Regions from separate parts of the Oryctolagus cuniculus genome. Here region 2 is linked to region 1. Evidence: chromatin contacts called from public Micro-C data. All regions are on one chromosome and are shown on one strand. The core of a region is the stretch at or near the end of the contact, and the rest is flanking DNA. Distances in the headings are between cores, read along the strand shown.

Region 1 (3,541 bases), core at 679-3,178:
TAACTGACTACTTACAAGTGAAATAATCTCCCAAATATTTAGAAGCTTAAATTTTTGCAAATTTTCGATGTAGTCGAGATTTATGTGAAGAAGATAAATTTTTTAAGTTTAAAACAAAAAAACAGTGCTGTGGCGTAGTAGGTTAAGCTTCTACCCGAGGCACCGGCATCCCATATAAGCACCTGTTCAAGTCCTGCCTGCTCCACTTCCAATCCAGCTCCCTGCTAATTGCCTGGGAAAGCAGTGGAGGATGGCCCAAGTGCATGGGCCCTCTGCATGAGCCCCAGAAGAGGCTCCTGGCTCCTGATCAGATGTTGTGGCTACTGGGGGAGAGAACCAGGGGATGGAAGACCTCTCTCTCTGTCTCTCCGTCTCTCTATAACTCTGCCTCTCAAATAAATCAATCTTAAAATAAATAAAAATAAAAACACATCAAGGAACAGCCGTTTGACATAGCAGTTATGATGTTGCTTGGAACACCAGCATTCTGCCTCTTGAGTTTCTGGGTTCTAGTCCCAGCTCCACTTCTCACCCAGATGCCTGCTGCTGGCTATCCTGGGAGGCAGCAGGTGAGGTTCAAGCACCTGGGTCCCTGCCACCCAGGTAGGAGACCCAGACAGAGTGCTGGGCTCAGCTTTTTGGCCTGGCCCAGCCCCAGCGGGTGCAGCCATTAGGGGAGTGAACCAGTGGATGGAAGATCTCTTCCTCCTGGTCAAACTTTCAAACAAACTAAACTTTTTAAGTCAAATTCAGGTGAATTTCCCCCTTTCCCTAATGGACTCTGAAAAATACTGATACCTTAGGAGGATATCTCTCTCTTTTTTTTTTTTTTTTTTTTTTTTTACAAGCATCTGGCCTAACAGCCACAAACTTTAACGCCGAGGATGCTACACAGCGACATCTCATGTTGACTCAGTAACTTCACAGTGACTCCCTGGGGTCTCTGGGCCAAGCTGCTACTTAGGGCACAAACTTCCCCAGCACCTCCGCCCATCTGCAGACAACACAGAAGCCCGGGCGCTCTTCCTCTGTTGCTGTTCAAGAACATTTTTAAGGAGCCTGGCCCTTGCGCAACAGCAAGTGGGTTTTCAGCGGGCACCCGGCCTGTCCTGCAGGGTGGCGTGACTTGTCAGCAAACGGGACGTGCAGAAATCACGTCCACGAGATAACACGATCTGTTGTTTTTTTTTTTCCCGCGAGTGCTCTGTTTCGTGTTTGTGCTGGCTTGCTTTCCAAAGGTCAGCAAAGACCACCGGAAACTAGAGGGAGTGGTCACTGGCATTTTCATAAAAAGCTTTGTTGCCACACACACGCGCTCTGGAGGGTGGGAACCAGGAGCCCGCGTAAGGGAACCCCGAACACAACCCAGAGCTCGCAGGTGCGGGGACCCCGAGGGACCCCTCCCCCCCGCCCGGGGGAGCGACGGAAGGGAAGCCCCCCGCGGCCCACGGGGCGGGTCGCGGGATGCGCACCCACACCTGCCGCCTTCACCCGGGCGGGTTCTGCGCGGAGCCGCCGCCCACCCCGTCATGACGCTCCCTGGCCGCGGCGTCAGACCAGGGTCCAGAGGCGGCACGGGCTGAGCCGGGGCCCTGCACGTCCGCCCTGCCTCTGCGCCTCCGTACAGGCCGTGATCTCCACCCACCCCGCCCCTCCCCAGCCCCTCAGTCAGCGAAGCCGCCCTACCCGCTGCCCGCCTTCCACCCGCCGGGAGTCCGGGCCGCGCGCTTCCTCCTGACAGCGCGTGCCCGGCGCGGGCCCGCGGTGGCGTGTGCTCGCGTCATATGGGCCGCCCATCTCCCATTGGCTGCGGCCGCCTCACCAGACCCAGTGCGGACGGGCACGCGGCAGGGGCGGGGCGAGCGGAGGCCACGCCCCCGCGCGGCGCGCGCGGGCGGCGGGTAGGCCTGGCCGAGTCACGTGACGCGGGGCCTCGGCCTGCCATATAAGCCCGCGCGCCCTCGCGGCGCTGTGGCCACACTTGGGGCCGTCCCGGGCCGCGACTCCTCCTCCGTCCCCGCCCCGCCCCTGCTCGGTCAGCCCGCTGGCGGGCGCCCCTCGGCCAGGTAAGCTGCAGGTTGCGAGGGCCGGCGGCGTAGGTGGCAGGAGGCGGGAGATGGCGCGCGCGGCGCCGGGCTTGGCGTCCTAGGCGGCCGGCTGACTGACGCGTGGACCCCGTCTCTGAGGCGGTCGGTTGGCTCGCTCTTACCGCGGGGGGGACCCGGGGCAGGCGCCCGGTCCTCGGCCGGACGCGGAGGGTCTGGACACGGCGGGGCGGCGCCTGCCGGTGTGCACGGCGCTGGGCGGGCGGGACGTTTATACCCGCGCGCTGTGTGTGTGTGTGTGTGGTGTGTGTGTGTGTGTGTGGTGGGGGGGCAGCTGGTCCCGGCGCCGCGGCGGGCATCGGAGAGCCGCGGTCCCGGGACTGGCGATGAAGGGCAGCGACCCACAGGGGCCCTCCCCCCAGCACCCTGCTCTTGGAATTGAACTTGATCACGACTTCGCCTCCTCTTTGCCCTCCGTCTTCCAGGAAGCCCCTCTTCGGACGCCGCTGGTGACTGATGCCCAGACTGCACGACCACTTCTGGAGCTGCTCCTATCCCCACCGTGCGAGGCACCAGAGCCCCCTCAGAGCCCGCGCCGCAGGGCTGGCGGCCGGAGTGGGAGACATGATCAGCTCCGCCGCTGTGCCCGGTCCCTCCCTGCTGGTGGCCCACAGTGGCCCGGACACTGACCCCTCTCCCCGGGATCGGAGCGTTGCGAGCAGTGGCCACCGTGGCAGTGGCAGCCACACCAACAGCTGGCATCATCACTTGGTGCAGAGGAGCCTCGTGCTCTTCTTGGTGGGGGTCGTCCTGGCCCTGGTGCTCAACCTGCTACAGATCCAGAGAAATGTCACCCTCTTCCCCGAGGAGGTGATTGCCACCATCTTCTCCTCTGCCTGGTGGGTCCCTCCCTGTTGTGGGACAGCAGCTGGTGAGTACCCATCCTTGTTATCAGAAAAAATTTAAAAAAAAAAAAAGGGCATCTATTTGGTTAAAAACATGTTTGGGGCCTGCAACAAGCATTTGTTTGGAAATGAGAGCATGCAGAGATGAAAACTGCCATCTCCAATCTCTGTATTTAGAGAAAGAACTAGAGAGGATGTGGGGCACCCAGTGCTAGTCTAAGTCACCCCTCGTTTCAAGTTTGGGGAAGCCCAGTGATGGAGATGAGGTGGAGAGATCATTGGCTGCTTAAGCAAATACTGGGCCAAGTTGACTGAGGTCCCTTCCCTCCAGTGTCCCGGCTGACCGGGGACAGCCTCCAGTATAGCCCACAGCTGTCACCCAGAGCAGGCTGCCCCACGATTGGCCGCCTGCAGAACTGGTGAGCCGCAGCCCTGAGTGGCGATTGGTCGCCCCTGCGAACATGCTACCCTGCTGGATAACTGAAAACAAATCGGTCACATGTGTTCGAGAGGCGGTTGCCAAGGGAGCAACTTCTCAGCACTTCCTTCTGCCGGATCGCCAAGTGCACTGTGGCGCCAAGCCAAGCCTTT
Region 2 (3,297 bases), core at 373-2,872, 58 kb before region 1:
TGGGTGCAGGGGTCCAAGGACTTATGCCATCTTCTACTGCTATCCCAGGCCATAGCAGAGAGCTGGATCAGAAGAGGAGCAGCCGGGACTCGAACTGGTGCCCATATGGGATGCCAGCACTGCAGGAGGCGGCTTTACCTACTACGCCACGGTGCCGGCCCCGGGCATGAGATTTACAAAAAGTGGAGGAGGAACAGGCACTCCAAGCAGAAGGCAAATGGCAAGCTGAGGCAGGAAAACTGGAAAGAATGCTGCCTGGTCTAAGAAGACATCCACGAGGTTAGCACGATGAGAGGGGAGGGCAGCGAGATGAGAATGAGAGCCGGACAGACCGAGGCCAGACTGCGAGAGTGTCCATGCCACCCTCGAGGGCGTCACCGTGTGTCAACGGGAACACAGGGCATCGAAGCCTGGTATCGCCTCTCAGTTCACACAAGGCAATGGTGGACCCCTCCCCCTCTTCCTCAGGGGTGCCTGCTGATGTGTTGACTCTGGGAGCACCTGAGGAGGAGCGTACACAGGCACACGCACCCCAGAAGCTTTGATGATTGAAAAGCACTCGCGAGACGCTGTGAGCAAACACACACGTGCTCTCTGCGGGCTCGGGGGCTGCCGAGGGCCAGGCTCCGGGCTCAGGGCCTCCACTTCCAACCTCAGCTCCCAGGCAATGATGTCGGCTCCGTTTCTCACCCCCACCATGCTGCGGGTTCCCCTCTGAGAAGTGGGGCCGCAACAGTCTACGCTGCAGAGACGGGGGGAACAGAAGGTCCTGCAAAGCTCTTAGCATGGTGCCTGGAACACAGGATTCAGCTCATTTGGGCTCTTATTCTGCCACCCTGTGGAATCACTTGTTTTCTGGCCAGTAAGCTAATTTGGGAAACACTTTTTTTTCTTTCATCTTAAAAATATTATTTTATTTGTTTGTTTAAAGAGTTACAGAGAGAGGAAGAGACAGAGAGAGAAAGGTCTTCCATCCACCAGTTCACTCCCCAAATGGCTTTAACAGCTGGAGCTGGGCCAGGCCAAAGCCAGGAGCCAGGAGCTTCTTCCGAGTCTCCCACGTGGGTATAGGGGCCCAAGGACTATGGGCCACCATCTACTGCTTTCCGAGACCACAGCAGAGAGCTGGATCAGAAGTGGAGCAGCCGGGACTCAAACCGGCACCCACACATGATGCCGGTACTACAGGCAGCAGCTTACTTGCTATGCCGCAACACCAGCCCCTGAATAAATCTTTATTTAAAAAAAAAAATCACTACGTACTTCGATGGGTCTAACATTTAGATTCTGAACAGAAATGGAACAGAGGGCCAGCGCCCTCAGGAAAGCTGACAGTCACTGTGCACCTGTCCCCAGGTCAGGGACACGCAGGTGCACAGCGCCCCTCGAGGAGTGCATGAAGAACATCAGTAACCCAGGTGCTGCTGGGCGGAGGGCTCAGGGTGGCCACGTGTCACCAGGATGGGGAACCTCTGCCTTCCTGTTCTGGGGTATGATCATTGTGAGCTGCTTTTTTTTTTTTTTTTTTTTTGCAGAACCAGAACAATCAACTGAAAGGTAAGAAAACACTCCAGGCACTGGCAGCCTGCCAAGCTCAGCCAAGCAGCCAGCCCCAGCCTGACTCACCTGGGGCTGGCGCTGTAAAGAGGAGGCCGAGGTGGAACGTGATGTGTGGTTCTCATACCTGGAGGGGCTGCACATGGCTTTTGAGGCTTCGCAAAGAACAAGGGCCCATCACCAAGGCGAAGGTCTATTAGCTACTCTTAGTCACACTGTGCCAATTCAAGTTATCTCAAGAATCTTAACGAGAAGCAGATAGAAACAGCTCAAGTGCCTGTGGGGGCAGGGGGAGGAATAAATAAATAAAATATCCTGCTCTTCCAAATCAGGGCTCCGAAAAGCAAAACACAGACACAGGCGCTCTTACAAATGCCAAGTGTTTCTCCCCTACCAGGAATTCCATTAACCACAGCCAAGTGCCCTGGAGTCTCCGAGGCCCCAGCCCTTGCCAGCCTCCTTCTCAGTCCCCAGGCTTTTCTCTACCCCCGTTCTCTCCTGCAATGCAACATGGACATTGGAGAATCTCTTCCCGAAACTTTGCATCTCTGCCGGCCCAGGAGCCCTCCGCAACAAGGAGTCTGTGTCTTGTCATCACCCCCACTTACCACCCTGGGCCCAGGAAATGCCGCTTGACAAGAGGGTGAGAAGATGGGGCTACACAGACACCACACTCACCTGCAGCAGTAGCGAGTGACAGTCTCAAGGAACCCCAAGCCCATTCCTTGTCACATTCAATCCCTGCAGCGAGAGGTCCTGCACCACCCAGGGTGCCCACAGGAAGCTCAGCCCGAGCCTGGCCTCCCCCAGGCACCCATCATTAGCTCCCAACCACAGTCACCTCATCCCACGTCTTTAGGCCTTACCATGTGCCCAGGGGCCTGAGAGACTCTCATAAAGCAGCAGGAGATGCTGGTGCTGTGGTGCAGTGGGTTAATGCCCAGGCCTGAAGCACTGGCATCCCATATGGGCACTGGTTCGAGACCCGGCTGTTCCAGTTCTGATCCAGCTCTCTGCTGTGGCCTGGGAAAGCAGTAGAAGATGGCCCAAGTCCTTGGGCCCCTGCACCTATGTGGGAGACCTGGAAGAAGCTCCTGGTTCCTGGCTTTGGATCAGCCCAGCTCTGGCCATTGCAACCAGTTGGGGAGTGAACCAGCAGATGAAAGACCTCTCTCTCTCTCTCTCTCTCTCTACTCTCTCTGTGTAACTCTGACTTTCAAATAAATAGATCTTTAAAAAAATTAAAAAGGTAGCAGGAGAGAGCCCTGGCCTGCTCCCCGGTCCTGGTGTAGGATCCCACAGTTTCAGGACAGCAGATTCTGGATACCCGTCCCAGATGCCCCCATCTATGCTGTACACCTGTGCTGGCCCCTCTTACCTGCCAGGTGTTCTCTATGCACCAGGCCCTCATGGGACAAAGGTCAGAGAGGAAGGACCCTGCCTCCAGGCACCTTCTCACCTAGTAGGAAGCCAGCCCAGAAAAGAGACCAACACTGGGAGACTCAGCTGTGCTAACACAGGGGCATAGAGCCCCTGGAGAGGTACCTAGGACCCCCTAGTCCGGAGGTCACTGTGGGTGGGACAAGTTCTCTGAGCGACCAAATCCAAGTGGAGAGCTGCAGGATAATAAAGATGGCCAGAGCCCCCGGCTGCAAAGGGAAGTGGTGAGCGATGAGGCTGGATGGAGGGAGGTGGTAGCCGCAGGAGCTTCTGCCCTGACAGGTTCTCCGAGCTCCACCC

What was found. Hi-C and Micro-C count contacts between places; a contact is called where the count stands out from the background.
Region 2: a contact with region 1 is called in a Micro-C map of ear pinna, with 2.3 times the contacts expected there. The contact joins the enhancer-like site here to the promoter of INSIG1 in region 1. A contact is called at or near these places in 3 of 6 Hi-C or Micro-C datasets (ear pinna, liver and an unstated tissue).

Annotation. Positions count from the first base shown.
Region 1 is chr7:13,104,219-13,107,759 of mOryCun1.1, reverse strand. It overlaps INSIG1 (insulin induced gene 1), which reads left to right and starts at 1,928. Exons shown (of 6, transcript XM_051858282.2): 1 at 1,928-2,066; 2 at 2,531-2,976. The coding sequence starts at 2,562.
Region 2 is chr7:13,162,561-13,165,857 of mOryCun1.1, reverse strand. No RefSeq gene overlaps it. Among named protein-coding and RNA genes, the nearest start is that of INSIG1, 58 kb to the right of the region's middle. Within about 2 kb of position 1,622, at least 3 of the 8 cell types and tissues checked have an H3K27ac peak or open chromatin away from gene starts, as enhancers often do. A contact at or near this core is called in ear pinna, where this site is marked.